Linked DNA regions of Sus scrofa: region 2 is linked to region 1. Evidence: chromatin contacts called from public promoter capture Hi-C data. All regions are on one chromosome and are shown on one strand. Each heading gives the region's core, a stretch centred on a gene start, on an enhancer-like site or on the middle of the called end of the contact. The rest is flanking DNA. Distances are from core to core; before and after follow the strand shown.

Evidence for each region. Promoter capture Hi-C pulls out the DNA fragments that hold promoters and counts their contacts.
Region 2: a contact with region 1 is called in a promoter capture Hi-C map of liver, with 11 times the contacts expected there. The contact joins the promoter of ADRA1A here to the enhancer-like site in region 1. A contact is called at or near these places in 1 of 5 promoter capture datasets (liver) and 12 of 47 Hi-C or Micro-C datasets (alveolar macrophages, embryonic fibroblasts, fetal skeletal muscle and 7 more).

Annotation. Positions count from the first base shown.
Region 1 is chr14:10,566,746-10,572,901 of Sscrofa11.1, forward strand. No RefSeq gene overlaps it. Among named protein-coding and RNA genes, the nearest start is that of DPYSL2, 140 kb to the left of the region's middle. Within about 2 kb of position 1,651, at least 2 of the 83 cell types and tissues checked have an H3K27ac peak or open chromatin away from gene starts, as enhancers often do. A contact at or near this core is called in liver, where this site is marked.
Region 2 is chr14:10,727,275-10,733,194 of Sscrofa11.1, forward strand. ADRA1A (adrenoceptor alpha 1A) reads right to left here and starts at 3,583. Exons shown (of 2, transcript NM_001123072.1): 1 at 2,701-3,583. The coding sequence starts at 3,583.

The sequences.
Region 1 (6,156 bases), core at 401-2,900:
TGGCCAAAAAAAGAAAAGAAAAGAAAAAAACAAAAACCCAAAACACCAGAAATTAATTTTCTCACAGTGCTGGGGGCTAAAAGTTCAAGGTCAAGATTACTGCTTAGTTGGATTTCTGGTGAGAGTTCTCCTGGCCTTGAGGTGGCCGTCCCCTTGCTAGGCCCTTTGTCACGTGTGTACATGTGTCCAAAGGGAGAGAGTGTGGTCTCTGGTGGATCTTCTGACAAGGACATTAATCCAACGGATTAGCTCCCCCCTCCCCCCGCACCCCATGACCTCATTTAACCTTAGTTACTTCCTTAGTGGCCTCATCTCCAAATAGAGCCACACTGGAGGGTACCGCTTCAACATCTGAATGTGAGGTACACAAAAATGGAGTAAATATCATTCTCCCTATTTTACAGAGAAGGAATCCGTAAGGTGTTCATTTCCCTTCTTGTGCAGTGAGTGTCTCGACTGGGATTGAAACCAGACCTGTCTGACCCCAAAGCTGGTGCCCTTCCCCCTGTGCCACCCTGCCTCATGTTCCGTGTCCTTGGATGGAAGGCCAGTGCACCTTGGCCTTGAGAGGAGCCCTTGCGGTTCACTGTCCAGCCCAATCCATCAGCCAAGGAGCCTTGATAGGGTTTGAGACCACAGCCCTACCTAGGAACAAAGCGTGCCTTTTTCTGGAGTGGGTTCCAAGGAGGGGCTGTGGGCAGTATGTTACCCTGACAGAGCTGCCGTAACAAAGCACACAGCCTGGGTGACTTAAACAAGATGCTGATTTCCTCTCAGTTCCCGAGACTAGAAATCCAAAGTCAAGGTGTCGAGGTTTCTCCTGGCGTCTCTCTCCGTGGGGTGTAGACGGCCGTCTTCTCCCCGTGACCTCACACGGTCTTCCCTCTGCCTGTGTCTGTCTCTTAATCTCGTTCTCTTATGAGGACAACAGTCATATTGGATTAGAGCCCATCCTAATGACCTCATTTTACCATACTTACCTTTTTAAAGGGCCTAGCTACAAATAAAACCTTATCCTGAGGTGCCGGGGCTAGGACTTCAGCATATGAATCTTTTTTTCTTTGGTCTTTTTAGGGCTACACCTGCTGCATATGAAAATTCCCAGGCTAGGGGTCGAATTGGAGCTTCAGTTGTCAGCCTATGCCACAGCCACAGCCACAGCCACACCAGACCAGATCCTTAACCCACTGAGCGAGGCCAGGGATCGAACCTCATGGATACTAGTCGGACTCGGTACCGCTGAGCCACAAGGGGAACTCCCAGCATATGAATTTTAAACGGGGACATTGTTCAGTCCCTTAAATTAACCCTCAGGCTGCCCATCCACAAAGCTTCAGAGTCCTTTCCAGCAGGGGGCGCTAATGCTTGCTGTTCTGCTCCCAGGACAGGGCCGGGCGGATATCAGTCTTCTTTGAAGTCTCCTGGAAGTACCCCAGTTCACCTGTCACCCCGTCTACTTTACAAATGGCAGGAAAAGAAAAAGAGACAATTTTTAACCTCATAAAACACTGTTCTCTCTTTGAACTCTGGGCTTGTTTTCCAGTTACCAGAAAACATTTTTTCCTGTTAGATAGCATCTCCCTTAGTATTCTGTTTGCTTTCTCTCCTAGCACTTGCCTTCTGTCCCCTCCCATCTGGCAACTAGCAGTGAGTTACATAAATGGGCTTCCTTACCTACCATTACACATAGGGCACAGGAGTAGTTCGCCCTGGTACCTAGAGTACACGCTGTCCTCTGAAAAGGGCACAGTTATGAAACCAAATCATTCCAGGTTTAGAAATATTTGGAGAAAGATACAGAAGCACCCACGAGCTCAGCACATTGAAACGACTGTTTGTTTTCGCCTTGCTTACGGCTTGTGGTTTCTCAGCCTCATGCTTATACATTTTGTTCAATATCTGTGAGGATCCAGGCGGGAAAGCAGGAACTAAATGAAGTTGTTATAACAGTGAAAATATAATCTAGAGAATTGGCTTGATAGGAGTTGGAGAACTAATGAGGCAAAAATGGGATACTGAGGCAACACAGCAGCAGTAACTGTTAAGGAGGAACTACTGTTGGGCTTTAAGTCCCATTCAAGGAGCTAGAACTCAAAGCCTCTGGCCAAAACAGTAATTGCCAGACCCTTATCACAACCCCGCCCATCTCAGTGTCACGCTCCCTCCCCCACCTTGAGCAACCTGGCTTACCCCTTCCTATCCTCTACTAGGAAAGGTACATGGCCCACTCCTCACCTCACCCCTATAGGGACCTTATATGCTCCCAACGAACCAGCAAGTGTATGGTAAGATCCCTCCTTCCTCAACCAATCAGCAGGTCAGCAGGTGTGTTGTGAGACCACCCCTTATCCTGGGTTATCAAAACAGACATGACCAAGCACTCATTGTTGGCTCTCCCTGTTTATCAAGAAGTCATCCTACTGTTCTAGCAGCTTTTCTGTTCTCAATAAACTTCTTTCCTTTCACCTTGATCTGAGTCTGGAAATTCTTCCTCCAGCCCGAGTGCACCGACCAGCTACTACTCCTTAGGGCTGAGGCAAGGAGGGAAGGTAGTGACCTGATAAGAAAACAGGCTCATCTGGGGTTGGGGGTGGGGTGGGGAGTCTCTGAGGAGTTTGAACTCAGATCTCTGAGGATCTGGGGTGGCACAGGAAGCTGGTTCTGGAAATTTGGGAAGAGGCTAGAAACAAAGCAGCGACTGTCATCCCTGCTGGTGCGAACAGGAAGGATCACGGCCCTCTTCCTCCTCCACCATCCTCATCAACCGCTGCTGGCCCCTCCTGGCAGAGCCTGCTGAAATGTCCTTTGCAGAATCCCAGTCCTAGGAGTTCCTGCTGTGGTGCAGGGAGTTGAGGATCTGGTGTTGCCACAGCTATGGCGTAGGTTGCAGCTTTGATCCCTCACTTGGGAACTTCCACATGCTGTAGGTGTGGCCAAAAAAAATGGTGGTATTGAATTATAACCCAAAGTGTAAATGAATCCATATGGATATAAATGATTAAATAAATGTGGAGAAGACACAAGTCTTCCTTGTCGAAGAATTCCAAATGATGTATGTACCATTCTCTGTCCAGGAAAGGGAGCTTAGTTCTCCTGCACCTGCTCTTTGAAGTCAGGCTGGGTTTACACTGACTCCCTTTTCATGTGTAGTTGTTGCTGAAAGTGGTGCTGAAAAGAAAGGCAGAGACATAGTTTAGGGTGCAATAGAAATGAATAGCTTTTATTGCTTTGCCAGGCAAAGGAGGCCACAGCAGTCTAAGGTTTAAGAGTGTGCCCTCCTTTGGGAGAGAGGAGGAGGGGGGTCTTACAGTTTGGGGGATGGAAAATAAGGCTGCAGATAAGGATCAGGGTAGATGCAAGCTTGTATTCTTCTTCAAAGTTGTTGTTTCAGAGTTCTTGTCGTGGCTCAGTGGTTAACGAACCCGACTAGAAACAATGAGGTTTTAGGTTTGATCCCTGGCCTTGCTCAGTGAGTTAAGGATCTGGTGTTGCCATGAGCTGTGGTGTAGGTTGCAGATGTGGCTCGGATCTGGCATTGCTGTGGCTGTGGCTGTGGCCGGTAGCTACAGCTCCAATTTGACCTGTAGCCTGGGAACCTCCACAGGCCAGGAGTGCAGCCCTAAAAAGACAAAAAAAAAAAAAAAAAAAAAAAAAAAAAAGCTGGTGTTGGTGTTTCATGGCCCCGGGGCTGGTTCTGGTGGGCCTCGAGATTATCATACCATGACCTTCTTCCATCTGTTGGGTGTTGTAATTCTTCAGAAGAACTCAAAGATATTGTTATGTATAGCCCTTGAGGGGGAACAAGGACCCTGCCCCAAGGCTGCACAGTCGTTTCTTAATGGCTCCTCCCTGGTCTCTGCAGCCCTTCAGTTCATTCCCTGATTAGCACCTGTTCGAACCTGCCCTTTGAAACTCAGGGAAGGTCAAGGACCCTGAAGCCTATTCCCTACAGGCAAGAGATAGGGAACACAGAAAGGCTTCAGTGCCCAGGAGACCCATAAGGTCCTGCTTGGTTTCAGATTCTGGAAAGGGATAAATAGCAACCTGAAGATGGTGAAACCAGGTAAACACAACCTCAGCCCCGAGATGAAGGTTCACAGCACCTGTGACGTCATGTGGACGTCATCACCCCTCACATCAAGTGCTAAGAGGGATGCTGCACCTCGGTGGTTTTCTTCCCCAAATCCTGTAACCCCAGTCCGATCCTGGGAAAAATGTGAGACAATCTTAAATTGAGGGACATTCTTCGAAATTCCTGGTCCGTACTCCTCCAGATGGTCAAGGCCACGGAAAACAGGGAAGGGCTGAGCAACTGTCACAGATCAGAGGACACCAAGGAGATATGACAATGGAGTCTAGGAATCACACTGTGGATTGGATCTTGGAACAGAAAAAAGAGCATTGGGGAGTTCCTGTTGTGGTGCAGTGGAAATGAATCCGACTGGGACCCATGAGGTTTTGGGTTCGATCCCTGGCCTCACTCAGTGGGTTAAGGATCCGGCATTGCTGTGAGCTGTGGTGTAGGTGGCAGACGTGGCTTGGATCTGGTGTTCCTGTGGCTGTGGTGTAGGCCAGCAACGGTGGTTCCGATTGGACCCCTAGCCTGGGAACTTCCATATGCCTCAGGGGCGGCCCTACAAAGCAAAAAAAAAAAAAAAAAAAAAAAAAAAAAATAAATAAATAAATAAATAAAATAAAATAAAATAAAGAAAAAAAAGCATCAGTGGGAAAACTGCTGAAGCCCAATTGAATTTCGGGGTTTAGTTACTGGTAGTGTCCCAGGGTTGCTTTCCTCCATTTGCAAATGTACGGCAGTAATGGACGATGACAACACTGGGAGAAACTGTGTGAAGAGAGTAAATATTCAGGCGTTATCTGTTTTTTATATACTAGTGTTAAAAAACTTGGCTTCTTTCACTGCTTAGCCCATGGTCTCCTCTTCCTCAGCCCAATGGAATGACCCACATCTTCATTCCTAAAGGGTCTGAATCCTCAGTGGTTTTCTCTTTGCCATAGTTTTCTTTTTTTTTTTTTTTTTGTCTTTTTGCTATTTCTTGGGCCGCTCCCGCGGCATATGGAGGTTCCCAGGCTAGGGGTCAAATCGGAGCTGTAGCCACCGGCCTACGCCAGAGCCACAGCAACGCGGGATCCGAGCCGCGTCTGCAACCTACACCACAGCTCACGGCAACGCCGGACCCTTAACCCACTGAGCAAGGGCAGGGACCGAACCCGCAACCTCATGGTTCCTAGTCGGATTCGTTAACCACTGCGCCACGAAGGGAACTCCTGCCATAGTTTTCTATTAATGGTTATTTTGGCGTGGGATGTACTAAGAGACTCTTCGAATACCAACTGGAACCATTAGGTTCTAGAAAGATCCTCATCTCTCCACCATGTAGAAGTAATTCACTTATTTGGAGTCAACACCAACCCCCCCGGCTGGTCTAGAAATGCCCTCTTTTGTTATTGGTTCAGAGGCAGGAGGACCCCCATGTGGCTGGGTGGCAGTCATAATGGGACCATTGTATTTGTCCCTGGGAGAAGCATGCTTTACCCAAGAACCAATGTCTCCAAATCAGCAAAGCTTATGGTCACACAAGGATGGAAAACAGAAATTCAGCAAGTGTACTGTTGAATGTAGGTGGAGGGAGTTATTCTTGTTTTCACCGGTTTACTCTGGGAAGCAGGTATTTTGATTAGGAGGGAATAAGCACTAGTATGTTAGTTGCAGATTCAACGTGTACACCATTTCTTCTAAGATAGAAACTTGGTTTTTCAAGATGTTGTATTTTAAGGGACATCAAATGAGCCTTCAGGTGGCCAGGCCACTGGCCCACCACATTCTGCCTGCCGTGTCCATGCTAGGGATGTGGTCCTTGTAAAGACAAGTGAATATCATGGCTGTGAGCTCACTGTTTCACTTATTTTGCCGTAAAATATGTTCCTTGGTCAGAGGCAATGTTGCGTGGAATGATGGTGAATAAGGTATTCCATAAATCCACAGATTGTTGTGCTGGCAGAAGCCTTTTTGTCCAGCAAGGCAAACAAGCATCCATCCAATGAGACTGAGTTTGTGCCTCCTCCTTGTGGGAGGGTCAGGTACAGCTCCAATTAGACTCCAGGCTGGGACCCTCCATATGCCATGGGTTCAGCCCT
Region 2 (5,920 bases), core at 2,333-4,832, 160 kb after region 1:
GTGAAACATGGCCATCTGGCTTTGGGGACACCATGCTCTCTTGAGTTTCTTCCTATCTCCTGGACCAGCCCTTCTCAGTCTCTTTTGTTGGTTGGTTCTCTTCCTCTAACCACCTCTGAAATATCAGGATGCCCAAGGCTCGGTCCTTATCTCTCTTTTCTCTCCACGCTTTCTCTCTTGCAGATCCTTTCATTTCCATGGCTTTAAATATGTTGATGTGTCGCAAGTTTATATCATAGCCCAGCTTCTTCTCTCGTCTCTAAATTTGTGTCTAACTGCCTACTTGACATCTGTACTTAGGCATCGGATAGACACTTCTTCCCATGGGCTGTGCAGGATAAGCACTTGTACTTCACACTCCTGCCAGCCCCGTATAACCCCGTCATTCTCTAGGTTTCCCAATCTCAGTAAAAAGCACTACTATTGACCCAGTTGTTAGGGTCCCAAATCTGGAAGTTATCTTTCCTCCTCTCTTTTCTCATACCCTATGTCCAAACTTGTCAGCTCTGCCTTTGAAATAAGTGCCAAACTTAACCCCTTCATGTCATCCCCGCCTGTCTCACCTGAGGGCAGGGCATCCCTACCTTTCTTCGCTTGACGACCCCAACAGCCTCCTAACTAATCTCTCTTGTTCGACTCTCACCCCGAAACAGCCCTCACTTCTCCCAACAATCAGAATGATTCTTTCAAAATATGAGACCTGCCACTCACTTGCGAAAGCCCCTCTGATTGGATGGCTTCCCATCCCAATTAGAATAACAGGCAAATTCTGGCCAAAAAGATAGGTCAGGTTCCTTTCCATCTCTGTTTCCTGAAACTCCCTGTTTCCTCTACCCAGAAAACCCTTCCTCCCTGACTTTGCAAGGCTTGCTCCTCACTGCAGTCAGGTGTCTGCTCAAATATCACCTTTTCAAAGAGGACCTTTCTGACTACCCACCAAATTGTCATACTGCTCTCTAGCCTCTTATTTGTTTAGTTTTAAGATAGTGCTTATTAGTCCTTGACTTCTTAGGCTATATCTATTTGTTTCTGTCCATTTCACCCCAAATATTGCAAACATCTTACTGCAAGGTTTTTTTTTTTTTTTTTGCCTTGTTCATCCTAAGTGTCTAGAACAAGTGCTTAATAAATACTTGGCAAGTGAACAGATGCATGAGTAAATGTGCAAACTTCAGGAGGAAGAGATGGGATGCAGACAGGTATGTAAGCAGGCAGTGGCTTGGGTAGGGAAAGTTATTTAAATAAATCCAAAGCGCTGAAGTACTTCTAGGAGCAGAATGAACAATAATGATGGAAGGCCAGGGAGCAGACTCTAAAGGGCCTCTTGAGCAGCCCTATTGGGTAGAAATTTCCGCAGTGGTGAACATGTCCTTTATCTCTGCCTTTCAAAACCATAGCCACTGGCCACAGGTGGCTCTTGAACACTTGAAATGTGGCTAGCGGGACTGAGGAACTGGCATTAATTTTCTTTAATTTTAACTTGCATGAAATAGCCACATGGGGCCGGTGGCTGTGGTATTAGACAGCAAAGCTTGGAACTTGAGGAATGCCTTTTCCCCACCTGTGACTTCAGGATAATAATGCATCCTTCACAGAGTTATTGAGATGATTACGGGTCTAAAAATAATAGCTTTTATTGTTACACAGAGATGCAAATTCATGTACTTTCAGTACACGCCATTTAAACTGGCTCTGAAGTACAGAAGCAGACTTTTATTGATTTTTACTATAACTTTTATTCTCTGGACTTTGTGGATAACAAATGTGTGGGTCTATATTTGTGCTCATAAGCTAAATATAGCAAACAACTATTTTGGGATCTCATGAAGCCCTTTCACAGACAGACAATATTCCAAGTGGATCAGCTTGCTGATACTACTAATGAACTAATTAGTTTTGACAACAGCTAATTTAGCATTTGCAAAAATTGGGTTTGTAACATTAACGTATTATTTTCAAACAGTGTCATCTGCAGCTGCCGGAAGGATTTGGATAAGAGCAGTGTTTGCTTTAATACTTAGTATTAAAATAAAGAGGAAAGTATTTACTTATTGGAAATATTATGTTAAATTCTTTAAAGGTTAAATTGGTTTGGACATAATATCATTTTTTTTCCTTGTCAGTGGCTCACCATACTTTCTTCCACATGAATCCAGAAAATAATGTTAACACAGATATAGGACATAAACAGACCATTATAACTAACCCTTAGGAATAATCTAATCTAATAATAAAATTACACCTTTGTTCAGAATAAGCACGGTGCTTATTTTTAGGCCAAGAGAATTTGCTGTCCACAGCAGCAGAGGTGAAAGTGGCATTCCACCAGCCTTTGCCTAAGCGCCGGGTGGAGCCGCTGAAACTCGACATCTGAGGATGGATGTATTTAAATTAAACACATGCTTCCAAGCATTAAGAAAAGTTGACGTTCTTTTAAGGAGACCAATTAATCTGCATCAGTAGGAAGCCACTTTGCAGTAGCTGAAAAAGTGCCCTAAGGACTTAATAGAAATGAGATAGGAGCAGAAAGGGAATGAAAATTCACTTTTCTACAGGGGAGTCTTTCCTAACTGCCCTCCTAGCTCTGCCGTTTGAAATGCAGATCCCTTTCTCTTCCACGCCAGACTGTGCTCTAGGGTAGCAGAAAGGGAAGGGGGTGAAGCCCCCTAAATGCGAAGAAGAGGTGTTGTAAAGACTTACCAATGGGCATCACTAAGAAAAAAGGCAGCCAGCAGAGGACGAAGCAGCCGACCACTATGCCCAGTGTCTTGGCCGCTTTCTTCTCTCGGGAAAACTTGAGGAGTCTCACGGAGAAGTGCGTCTTGTTCTTGGCGCTGGTCACCCCGCTGCCTCCGACCGGGGCGTTTTTCCGATGGATGCGGAGTGTCACCTGCTCTGAGTCCGACTTGTCGGTCTTGAGACCCGATTTGAGGCCCCGGCTCTCCCTCTTGGCCACCACGTAGACCCGGCAGTACATAACCAGGATGATGGTCAGCGGCACGTAGAAGGAGCCCAGCGCGGAGAAGAGCACGTAGCCCGGTTCCTCATTGATCTGGCAGATGGTCTCGTCCTCAGGTGCCGGCTGCCTCCAGCCGAACAGAGGCCCTATGGAGATGACCAGGGAGAGCGCCCACACGCAGAGCAGAGCCATCAGGCCCCGTTTCTGGGTGACGATGGTGGGGTAGCGCAGCGGGTAGCTCACGCCGATGTAGCGGTCGATGGAGATGATGCAGAGTCCCATGATGGATGCAGTGCAGCACAAGACGTCCACCGCCGCCCAGATGTTGCAGAAGACCCTGCCAAAGGCCCAGTAGCCCAGGATCTCGAAGATAGCGGAGAAGGGCAGCACCGTAGAAGTGAGCAGAAGGTCGGCCACCGCCAGGTTGACGATGTAGTAGTGAGTGACCGAGTGAAGATGCCGGTGGCAGGCCACGGAAAGGATCACAAGGATGTTCCCCAGTACCCCGAAAATGATGAGCCCCCCCAAGATCACCCCAAGCAGAATGGCCTTGGAAATATTCACCGGTGGCGGCGGGTGGGTGCAGTTGGAGCTGTCTGAGGCATTTCCAGAAAGAAACACCATGGTCCCAGCCGGAGCAGGGCGAGGTGCCGCTCTTGAGGGCCACTCCCGGGAGGCGCGAAGGCGGACGCGGGAGTGGGGGGAGTGGGGAGTCAAAAGGTCACGGCTCGGGGGAGTCTTGCCTGCCGCGGTTGTCTGGGGGTAAGAGAGAGCGTGCGGGTGGGAAGCACCCCCGGGCAGCCCTGGAAATCCTCAGAAGGCCACATAAAGGGGCAGGGCATTAAAGACAACATGGCCAGGGGCGCGCGGGGCTGCCTGCTGACCCTCTCCACCTGCTGCGCTGGCCCAGGGCCCCAACTCCCTCCCTTCGCAAGATTTAGAGCGAAGCTTGAGGAGATGCGTTGCAAAATGCAATCCCAGGATTACGGGAGTCTCCTTTTCTGCACTGTCTGATCCATCCGGGTCAGAAGATTGAGCATTCTGCACATAATTTGGAATTCCCCCCCAAACCACAAGCAAGCACTGGTCTGCCGTCGACTCTCAAAGCTGGGGACTAAAGGCATCTGGGCACTTCACACCGCCAGTAGTTGCCCACGGTGTGGCTGGACTCATGCTTGACCCATCTTCTAGGCGCAGAGGTCGGGGACATGGATGTGAAATATTTGCCAAGACCGAGGCGGCTGCGGAGCAGTTGTTTGCCAGCGTCCTCCTGAAAAAAGCGCAAAGAGAAATGCCGGGTGTAAGTCAGGCGCCCTGAGGAGGGAGGCTGTGTCGGGCTCGACGGGTAATCCTACCCGGCTGGGAACCCGCGTGCTCTGCGGTCTTGAAGCGGCTTGCCCTGCCGCAGCCGAGCGCGCAGGAGGGGACCGCGAGTTGTGCGGCGCCGCTGGGAACCTTGCCCTGGCGCGCTTCGGCGCGCGGCCTCTAGCCAGGTTCAAGAACCGAAGCAAACAAACCCCAAGCTGCAGCGCCCCGCGGCCACACAGTGAAATTAAAATCCCCAAGCCCGCGAGGCGCGACTGCGGCTGACCGTTCTGTCGCACCAAGCCGAGCAGGTGGACACCCGGAGAATCTACCCGGTTGCCATTTGAACAGGTTGCTTCGCAGTCACCTGGAAGGGGAGGCCTGGGAGAGGGAGCCATTGCGACCCGGGACCTCAGGGCCAGTGACACGCTCACGCGGGAGGAATTCACACTTGAATGTGTGGAGCGCGCCGGTCTGTCGACCCAACAAACGGGCCTGAGAGCCGGGTCCAGAGCAAAGCCCTCGGGACTCAAGGAGGGCTGTACGCGACCTGGGTCGGTCCAGGATTCCTTTCCAAGCCGCAGGATCAGTGGTCCCGGAGGACTCGAACCTCAAGCCACACCCAGGCTGGCTTTGGGGGTCCAGGGGGGAGGAGTGGGAGCGGGCAGCCTCACTCTACCGAAGGGGCTTTGCACGCGGCAGTCATTGCGGAATTTGTAAGCATAAAAAAATCAAATGCACGCGCTAGCGGGTGGAGGACGCCTCGTATTTTCTGAGCTGGGGGCCACAGTCTGCGTCAGAAAGCTAGGTTTCCACAGCTGCAAGCTGACCAGAGGGACGCAGGAAGGAATGCGGGGAGTGGGGACCCACCTTGCCTTGTAAGGACTCTGCGGTTGGGCCCTGAGGCGGGATTCCCCGGCCGAGGCTACTGCGAAAACCACAAGTTCTAGAGCTCACAGGTGGTACTAAAAACAACCAGCTGCAGAAACCCGTTCCCCACTACCTTGGAGAAGAGAAATACGGGGTTCAAAACACACTTGTTAACTAAGAGGTAACTTCCCAGAATATATAAGGGAAACAAGGTGGGGTGGGGATGCGGGTGAAAAGGGCGGGAGGAGCTTGGGGAAAAGTGGGAGTTGGGTCTCACCCGGAGGCCCGGGGACGTTTGCCCTCACCCTCCGGTCCCCGCTGGAATGCTGGCGCCCGGAGCTGCAGCGCACTCACCTGGAGCGCGAATGCAGAGCCACCCGCCCGCGCGCCGGCGTGAGTGGACCGGCTTTCGGTCCCAGGAGCGGCTCCGTCGCCTCCTCCCTGGGAGAAGAGGGGACTGTCTCTCCGACGAAGCGATTCCTAGTCCTTTTGCACCAGCTGACTCACCCCTCTACCACAGACGTCTTTACGCTCCTGGCTCGCAGATGCTTTACCTGGAGATTTTAAAAAGAAAAAGAAAAAAAGAGAGAAAAAATACAGCCAGGCAATAACTCCACCTTCACCCTTTTAATATTCAGCACACCGACATCAGCAAAGAATCGCAAGGAACTTTGCAGCTCTCGCTGACGTAACACAGCCAGTAGCCCCAGCTAGTACCGTAATCTCCTGCTGTTACCGTATTACTCTGAGGTAACAGGCAAAGCGAGCACTGCAGGTTCAGCACAG